Regions from separate parts of the Sus scrofa genome. Here all the other regions are linked to region 1. A link is a contact called in public HiChIP or PLAC-seq data. All regions are on one chromosome and are shown on one strand. Each heading gives the region's core, a stretch centred on a gene start, on an enhancer-like site or on the middle of the called end of the contact. The rest is flanking DNA. Distances are from core to core; before and after follow the strand shown.

Evidence for each region. HiChIP or PLAC-seq counts read pairs in DNA pulled down with a chosen protein or histone mark.
Region 2: an H3K27ac HiChIP or PLAC-seq map of alveolar macrophages shows a contact between it and region 1. The contact joins two enhancer-like sites. A contact is called at or near these places in 1 of 47 Hi-C or Micro-C datasets (heart right ventricle) and 2 of 2 datasets of contacts at active chromatin or transcription factors (alveolar macrophages and skeletal muscle).
Region 3: a contact with region 1 is called in an H3K27ac HiChIP or PLAC-seq map of skeletal muscle. The contact joins two enhancer-like sites. A contact is called at or near these places in 1 of 47 Hi-C or Micro-C datasets (skeletal muscle) and 2 of 2 datasets of contacts at active chromatin or transcription factors (alveolar macrophages and skeletal muscle).

What each region holds. Positions count from the first base shown.
Region 1 is chr13:198,833,065-198,836,077 of Sscrofa11.1, forward strand. All of the region lies in intron 1 of LOC106505851 (a long non-coding RNA gene), which reads left to right. Among named protein-coding and RNA genes, the nearest start is that of RUNX1, 200 kb to the left of the region's middle. Within about 2 kb of position 1,582, at least 19 of the 83 cell types and tissues checked have an H3K27ac peak or open chromatin away from gene starts, as enhancers often do. A contact at or near this core is called in alveolar macrophages and skeletal muscle, where this site is marked.
Region 2 is chr13:199,073,948-199,077,127 of Sscrofa11.1, forward strand. No RefSeq gene overlaps it. Among named protein-coding and RNA genes, the nearest start is that of RUNX1, 440 kb to the left of the region's middle. Within about 2 kb of position 1,309, at least 20 of the 83 cell types and tissues checked have an H3K27ac peak or open chromatin away from gene starts, as enhancers often do. A contact at or near this core is called in alveolar macrophages and skeletal muscle, where this site is marked.
Region 3 is chr13:198,576,966-198,580,151 of Sscrofa11.1, forward strand. All of the region lies in intron 1 of RUNX1 (runt related transcription factor 1), which reads right to left. Among named protein-coding and RNA genes, the nearest start is that of RUNX1, 57 kb to the right of the region's middle. Within about 2 kb of position 1,701, at least 6 of the 83 cell types and tissues checked have an H3K27ac peak or open chromatin away from gene starts, as enhancers often do. A contact at or near this core is called in skeletal muscle, where this site is marked.

The DNA.
Region 1 (3,013 bases), core at 332-2,831:
AGCCTGCCTTCCAGTAGTATGGATTCAAAGCACGCTAACTCCCATCTCCTCTCCCACTTGCTCTTAATGAGTAATATGCTCTTCTGCCAAGAAAAGATGACACTCCTTGTCATCCCTCCAGCTCCTGTGGTCAAAATTAATTAATTCAACCAATATTTATTAAGCATTACCATGAGTTAGACAGAGGGTAAGCAATGAAACTCCCTGCACCCACCACACCCATAGTCCTCTCTAAAAATACAGAAAGAACAATTATTCTCCTTTGAACTTAGAATATGTATTCTCAAAGGACCTTAGCTGAAAAAAACTGCTGAATTCATTTCAAACTATTCACTTTAAAATTGTTTAATCCATTAAAGTACCTACCAAGCTATACCATTTGATTGTCATTTATTTTACTGAAGTCTACTCAGTGAAAATATTTTATTCTCAGGAAAGAAAATTAATTCATTTTTTAATTCTGTTTTCAGCCTGGTCTGAAACTATCAGAATCAGCTTTGGGGTTCAGTCACAAAGAGGAACTTCATAATAGTGCATTCAAATAGCCAAATCAGATTTTTCTACCAAATAAGTGCAATGGAAGCAAGCTCTCATCTAAATGTGGAAACTATGATCTCATGCCAGAATTTTAGGGAAATGAACTTTATGTCTAGTGACCCTTAATATCAGGAATTATTATTCCTCATTTGTTAAATTTCTACCTGTAAAGAACAAATCTAAGATATCTGTCTTAATAGAGTTTTTAGAAAATAATTTGGAAAAAAACAAAAATAGAAATAGGTCTTGTGTAAAGATTGTGATATTTCAAGTGATCATGGTTTTTTTTCTCTAAATATGTCTTTATTATTCTTTCATATCATTTTTGTAGTTTTTATTGAAATACAGTTAATTTACAAGGTTGTGTTAGTTTCAAGTGTACAGCAAAATGATTCAGGTATATAGATAGATATAAATATATTAAAATAAATATATATGTTCTTTTTCAGGTTATTTTCCATTATAGGTAATCATGCCATATTTTATAATGCAAAAACACCCAAGAGCTTTAACATATTTTTATATATTTCCTCCTGTGTTAAGGAAAAAGTATAAGCTCACAAAATATGAACATGCCTGATTTCTCGTATGTTTTTTGGTTTGTTTTTATTGTTGCTCAGTTCAGTACATTTAAAACTATCATAATATTTTGTAGAAAAGTGTTTCTACATGAATGAACTCTTTCTGAAATCCCCTAAATCTTACATTGGCCAAAGCTAGATTTACTGGCATAAAGAGTCCTCAGCTTCCTGCTTCTGACCCATAATTTTATATGTGAAAGTCATCGTCAAAGCTTGCAAGGCAAGTTGTGTTGAGCATTTCCAGATACCAAACCTCCCCTCTGTGATTTCAAAAAGTCAACAGCTGCTCAGCCTGTTCTTCCCATCACTGTTCTTGATTGCGTTAGAAAAAAAAAAAAATCCATCTCTAAAAAAATTGTGAAAACTGAGAACAGAAAAGCAACCAGTGGCAACTGAGAGGCACTATGCTGTTATCATCCTCAGCTCATTTTCTTGGGCTTTTGCCCAATGGGACTGAATTCTCTTCACAGCAAGGGATGGTTTCAGCTGACCTGCTGTGAATGTCCCAAGTGAGTCACTGCCGTTAACTCCATCAACGCCATTTGCTGTCCACTTGGACATTTCTGAACAGCTGCTGGGCTCCAGTGCCAACTTCTAACTGGAAATATGGCTGGTCTGACTCAGTTTCAGAAGGGACAAGAGGGAAGGAGGGAGGAGGGGAGGGGGGAGAGAGAAAACACACATGCCTCCTCCTCTCAAAAAAGACTGACAACTCTGTTTTTTTCCATTGATTATGGTGGAAAAACTTTTTGAAGAAGTGAGAATACTAAACTCAGTTTGTCACATCTCCCTATTTTGTCTCATTATTTTATTCATGAAGTTGGGTTGGGATTTTATATTGAAGTTATGCGTTGATGTGGAAATTTGCAACCCATAACATGTCACCCCATTTCCACTTTTTTTTTAGCCATATTCATCTTATTTTCCAAACGCAAAAGTGAATATTTCCTTTACTCTAAAAATATTTTTCATAAAATTGAAAATCCATTTTGAATCAATCAACAACTTTTTTTGGAGCATTTGCTAGAACAGGCTTCTGGACTAGACATTAACGAGGATTCTGAGAAATATCAGACATGATCCTTGGATTCAAGAATTTGTAATAAAATGAAGAGAAAAGGCCTGTTGAAATAGATGGTCCAGGAACAATATGAGGGAGTTTGCGTAAAAGTGCCAGATGCCTGGTAGAGCTACCAGGGGCTGCAAGAACTCAGAGCAAGTCTCTGGGCTGGTGGTTTTAAATCTGGGATGATGGTAACTGATACTAACAACTGAAATTAAATTAACTTTATAAACATGGACTCTGTCATAGCTGGGCATGCAGCCTAAGTGTCTAAGTTAAAGGCTGAAATATGCTCACATGACCTCAGCATTTTATTTCAGGGGACGTCTTTGATTTATATGTGCATTGTTGTGTGTGCAAACACACATGAACATTTTTTAAAAACTCTTATATTACCAGAGACACTGAGGAAGTGACAGAATACTTGTTCTCTTGTGGACATTTATCTACTATTTTGTGGGAAGTGAACAAACATCAGTCAGGTCTCCGGGACTTACTAAGAGTTATAAAATTGATTAATAGGGTTAAAAGGGTGCTTTCATTTTTTTTTTTTAGCATTTTGATAACTTTATTTTTTTATTTAATGATTTTTATTTTTTTTCCATTATACCTGGTTTACAGGGTTTTTTAAATTTTCTTCTGTCCAGCAAGGTGACCCAGTCACATATACACATATACATTCCTTTTTCTCACATTATCATGCTCCATCATAAGTGACTAGCCATTCCTTTTTCTCACATTATCGTGTGCCATCATAAGTGACTAGCTATAGTTCCCAGTGCTATACAGCAGGATCTCATTGCTTATCCACTCCAATAATTTACATATATTA
Region 2 (3,180 bases), core at 59-2,558, 240 kb after region 1:
CACTCGCAACATGGTCCTCACAGTCTGGGAATGTGCTGCCCTCCCTGCTTACAACTCAGGATAAAACCGAAAATTTTCCCATGTCCTCTAGGCTCCCATATGCTCAACATCCAACTTACTGTCCCAGATCCACGTAGAGTCTCTCACCTTCACTCGCTCTAAGCTCCAGCCTCGTGATTTCATGATCTTGCCTCACACACCCTGCCATCCCACGAGTACAGGTCTCAGCTTAAATGGCACCTCCTCCAAGAAGCCTTCCTGGCCCAGAGCCCCTTGCTCACATTCCACCTGGCAAAAGACTATTTGTATTGACCACCTTTCACCTCTCAAAATGTTCTTTTTAAATTAATAGCTACTTTTAGAGCAGTTTCAGGTTCACAAAAAAATTGAGCAAAAAGTACAGATCGTTCCCATGGACTCCTTCCCACACCACGATATTCCCCTCTTATTCACGTCTTGTATTAGTGTGTGGTATGTTTGTTACAACTAAAAATATTACATTATTATTAACGAAAGTCCATAGGTTACACTTGTGTTGATTCTTTGGGCTGTATATTTTATGGGTTTTGACAGTTGTCTGGTGTTATATGCCCACCGTGACAGTATCATACAGAATTAGTTTCACTGCCTTAAAAACCCCTTGTGCTCCATTCACTCACCCTTCCCTCCCTCCCCTCAACCTCTGGCAACCACTGATATTTTGCTTGTCTTTTTTTCAACAGTTTGCCTTCTCAAGAATGTCATTGAGTTGGAATCATATAGTATTAGCCTTTTCAGAGGGGTTTCTTTCACTTAGCAATACATATGTAGGGTTCCTCCGTGTCTTTTTGTGGCTTATATTTCATTTATTTTTATTGCTGAATACTATTCCATTGTATGGATATAGCACTCTATTCATTCACTTGCTGAAGGACATGCTTTCAAGTTTTGGTAACTATGAATAGAGCTGCTATAAATATCTGTGTGAACATAGGTTTCTCAGCTCATTTGGGTAAACACCAAGGAACACCATTGCCAGATCACATGGTAAGACTCTGTTTCACTTTGCAAGAAACTACCAGACTGCAAAATGTTTTCTTGATTGCCATTATCATTTTACCTTCTTTTTTTGGAACAGTAATGTTTGAGAGTTAATCTAAACCATACTGGTCTTATTATAGTCACAAAACTAAAGCCTTGGGGAGGAAGGAGGGGCAGCAGATTGAGAAGGAAAGAAAGAAAGAAATTGCTTAGGAGAGCAAGACCCTTTTGCACAGCCTGCTTGGTAAGAAGGAGGATTTCCTGTTTTCTCTGCATTACAGACCACATGCTGCTGGTCTCATCATCACAGACAAACAGCAGCATCTGCCAGCCTGCTGGGCAGTCACAAGCACAGAGCTTCTGAGTTGCAGAAACACCTCTTGATAAATTCCACTCCTCCCGGGCCAGAGGTTTACATGACCTGTTGCAGCCCTTTTGGACACAACCTGAACACAAGCAAGGTGAATTTTTCCTCTGTATCTTGTTAACACACATAGAACAGGAGAGACTGAACCCATGACTGTTAATGATCACAGCAGAGAGTCAATGCCAAAGCATCACAGTCAGTGCCAAAACCCTGACATTCACCCAAAGCAGCCACTCCTGAAACTTCTTCACTGAACAGTCTTGGGCTCAACCTGGAAAAGCACATTTCATGAGTAAGGAGGGCAAGCTGCACCCAGATTGGGGGCCACTTGCCTTGTAATCTTAGGAACTTCACTGACTTCTCTGCCTCCCACGTCCACCATCAGCAACCAACCTTAAACTGGAATAACATCGAAAACCATGTGAGCCACTCAGACAAAACACAATTTATAATATTTTAATCACTACCGGGCTAGACAAGCCTCTCCCAACACAAACTTCCCACACTTCTTCCATTCCTTTTATTTCCCTCCCACGAATCCACAGAGTCCCTCCACGGAGGAGATATTGCAAAACCTCTGCAGCAAATGGGATGTAGCTTCCAGTCGTTTGCGTGTCTTCATGGGAACTGATACAAAAATGTGGTTTCATGTATCAGGAAAGCTTCTTCCAAGGCAGATGGGTGACACTGCCCATTTAAGATGTTAACTCAAGACCAGTACCTCTCTGCAGGGTATGTTGGCTCTAGAAACCTTGTACCTGGGTTAGGATCTGTAGGTGGTTTCTGCTGAAGAAAATGCATGTAAATTAAGAGACAAAACTCTGACTGGGCCTTTCAGGTTTGGTTGGTTGTTTTTTGTTTGTTTTTGTTTTGTTTTGTTTGTTGCCTCTTACAAAAGAGATGGCCTAATATTTCCCTTTAAGTTTATGATAAATTGAAAATTGTGTTTGTTTTTTTTTAGGTTATAAATGTCAAAAGAAGCCTATCCTTTGTATCAGGCAGAGTTAAAATATGCTTACCTTCTTTTTTTTTTTTTTAACCTGGAAAAATTCCCCTGAATTGAAAAATAAGCCTCCGCTCTTTGTGTAAGTCACAACAAGGCTTCTTTGGGGGCAAACCACTGTCTGCAGGTTTCCGATAGAATCTTTGCAGCAAACCCAGCAGCCACACACACAGCCGTGCCAAGATTCTCGCCAAGACGTCTTCCAAATTAGTAGTAGTAGTATCATTATTATTTTTGGTTATTCTTTTTGCCCAGAGCAAATACTGAAGTATAGAACCTTTAGAAATGCTCTGAATTTCATTACAAAGAAAATCACAAATATTGCTTCATAATCTCTTGCTTTCATTTAATCTCAGTCAGTGGGAGAGAGAAGTGCCATTACTTTGTCTAGCCATCCTCCTGACTCTGAGGGTTGGAAACCCAGGGCTGAGGGACCCACAAGACCCATAGGTGGAGTACACGGTACAGGCTTTCATCCCGCAGTCCTACTCAAGGCTTCAGACATTGGATCTGGCTCACCAGGGACTTGTCTGCATCTAGCAGGGCTGCAAAACCCGTTCTTGGGCTGGCACAACACATGTTTCTAAGCTTTACATTTTCCTTTCTCTGTTTTCCTAAAGCTGTGTCATCTTCTCGCAAAAGGAATAGCCCATCCCACAGATTTAAAGATGATAAAATGTCCAGTGAGTCTATTAAGACGAATGGATTCCATGTCCCACGAGTAAAGTCCCCTTGTACATGTACTCCTGCATGCTGAGCATGACACACAGGCAATTTGCCATCCCTGTCC
Region 3 (3,186 bases), core at 451-2,950, 260 kb before region 1:
TGGTGTGTGGAGCACCAGATAGCCCCGGGAAGGGGGGTGCCTGGCCTCTGCCAAGAGGAATTGCTAAAATTAGACAGTGAGGTAGTCTTGGGGCTGGAAGGGATCTTGCTAATCGTCTGCTTCCATCACTGATAGAACCCGTCAGACCTTCCAGACCTTCAAAGAGAAGGGCTTATGCAACCAGCAGGAATGCCTCTCTGGTTGGAGCTCCTTCTATCTTAAACTCTCCATGCTGCTACTCCCATCAATTTCCTCTTGTTTGGGGCTCAGTGCAGATTGGTGTGGGGGCAGCCAGGCCTTGTGTTTTGATCCTGCCTTTCTAAGATAGTTTTTGGTAATCTGAGGCCATCACCTATCTGGTCCTTGCCCTTTGTCTGGGATGCTGGCCTGTGGTCCTCATTTTGGCCTTCTTTGTATATTTGGGATGCACATGAAAAGGGGGTTTGCAAGGACAGCTGGAAAGGTCAGGGCCAGCCTCACACTATGGCCCAGCAGTGAGTGAGTGATCATCTGCCCAGCAGCATCTTTCTCTCCATCTTATCTTCCTCTCCACCTGCCTTGTCTTGCCCTGGTGACATTACCTGAACATCTGCCACTCAAGATTTATGCTTTGGTGTCAGCGGTGCCCCTCCTTCTATATTCCTCTTTGAAATTTTGAGTCCATCAGGAAAGGGTTAAGTGCCTTAAAATTAATATCTTTGCTGCCCTGATTTCCTCTCTAGAAAATATTTAGGGAAGCAAGACGGGCTGGGAGAGGGGATGGTGGGGGGGAGAAGAAAGGAGCTTAGGAAAAGGGGCCCTGAGCAGAGGCCACCGAGATCAGCTTCATTTCCCGAGGTCCTTCCTAGGCAGGACCACACAATGTCCAGAGACCACTGTGTGACTTGCAGAGATAACCGCAGTGGTTCCTGGCAACGCCCCTCTCCCTCCACCATCTGTCTTCCTCCCCAGAGGATCTTTCTTCGGGTTTGGGCACCATGAACCTCAACTTTGCAGAGCAGGGAAGGAGCCAGCTCCTCATCAATCCAACACGCATCTCATCAACTTCTTGCTTCTCAAGACCAAAACAAACCACAAGCCCTCTTATCCCACTAAATGTCCACCCATGAAGCATAATCAGGGAATCTCTGTTCCAAAATAAAGCCCTTCCCTTTAAAGGATCCAGCCCTTACTGCTCTGCCCTACAAATAGGATGTTTTATAGACCTGACCGGAGGCAGGGACATGGCAGTAAGGAGGTCTAGGGTAAGGTGGAATTGGTGACTTGCAGTGACTATCCAGCACTGGGGGGTTTGACTTCAGGCCTCTGGGTGAGCAGGGCATAAACAGCTGGGCAGATCAGCCCTTAATATCCTGCCAGCTGGACCCAGAGACTGAGCTTGGAGGCTGGAGGCCTCAGGCTGCTCTTGGCGCCGGTTCCAGAAACGACTCTGGTGGCAATGTGGGGCCGTGGCTCCAGGCCTGCCCCAGAATAGCACACTGTCAGCACATGTTAACAGGCGGTCTTTTCTCCAAAGATCACAAAATGCATTCCATTTAGTGTCTGCTTTGCAAGTGTTACTATCTGTGTTTTATGGGCAACAAAACCAAGATACAGCAAGGCCTTTGAGCTCTGCCATGTGAGTGTGAGTGGTGAGGGGTATAACCTGGAGAGACCTGAGCTTCCTGAGTCTTGAGCAGTTGCAAAACAGCTTCCCCGCAACCTTTCCAAACTCCTTCCAGAATAGTCTTTCTGGCTGGCAGATCTCAGGGGCTGGTGAGAGTTAAAAGGAACACGTGTGTTTCAAACTCCCTGGAAGAGAGAGTCGTATTAAAAACACACAGGCCAGCGAGTGTTTGCCATGTGGGGACCAAGATGAAAGGGGTCGGCTGCTTCAGTACTGGGTTGTGTGACCACACGTGGTTAGGCCCTCACCCCATAGGAAGCACGTGGAAATGAGTAGATGACCTAGCTCCTTCCTCTCTCTCCTGGGTCTTCTCTTCCATGAAGCAAAAAACCATGAAGATCCTGATGAAAATGTCTCCTTTAAAAAATGTGACCTTCCTGTAAGACTAGGTTTGTCTCAGGAATTCAACACTAATATCCTTCAACAGAAAGAGGAAGCTGGTAGCCTAACACTAAGTGACATTTTCCACCTTGTTCTATTCTAGTTCAGTGTCTTCATCTTCATTGGGTGAAATGGGATAAGCTTCTCCCCAAAGCTGTTGGAGCCATACTTACACTTGACTCTTACACAAATGATTCTTTAACTGAAATCCAAATGAAAGCAAATGATCTACAGAGTTAGGTCTTAATGTCTAAGACACTGAAACATCTCAAAATACTAGGTTGAAAGGCATCTAAGTGATCTTTACCTCAGGGTAGAGCCACACTCCATCCAAAAAAAGGAAACTCAAGACTACTGACCTTTTCAAATCTGCAGGGAAGATGATCCCATGATTTTCACTGGAAACTAGTGTCTAACAATCAAACAGCAAACATTTACCATATACCTACTGTGTGGAAGGTTCCGTGGGGAACAAAGATAGTTATTTCATGAGTGTTGCCAGGGTCACGTGGTTCTTGCTCTCTGCACTGGTATAATTAGCAATAACTACTCAGTATTTTCAAATTCTTTGTTATCTCCTAAACTTTTGATCTTTTCCTTCAAATTTATATTGATGTAGAGATATATATAGACACAAGATATAGATCTCTCTCTCCCATGTTCCTCTTTGCTTCTACAACAACTGCAGTTTCCAGGTTGCTTACGCTAAAGAACATTTGATTCTCTCACGCCTCTTTTCTTTTGCTCATGCCCTCCATCCAACATGTTATCCAAGAATGTTGTTTTTAATCTTTAAAACCATGACTTCACTGTTCCCATGAGTGAACTTCATTTCTTGCCTCCATTTGCAATATTCACCTATTTAACTCTTTTTAAGGTTTAAAAATTTTTTTGGAGACATAATGCATGTAAAATTCACCTAATTAAAATAGAAAATTCATTTTTTTGGTATATTACATTACTTTTTTGAGCTGCAAAAAATACGTAAAATGGAATTTCTCATTTTAACTATTTTTTTTCTTTTAGGGGCTGCACCTGCAGCATATGGAAGTTCCTAGGCTAGGGGTCAAATTGGAGCTGCAGCAACCAACCTATGCCACAGCCACAGCAATGCCAGATTGAACCTGCATCCTTGTGGA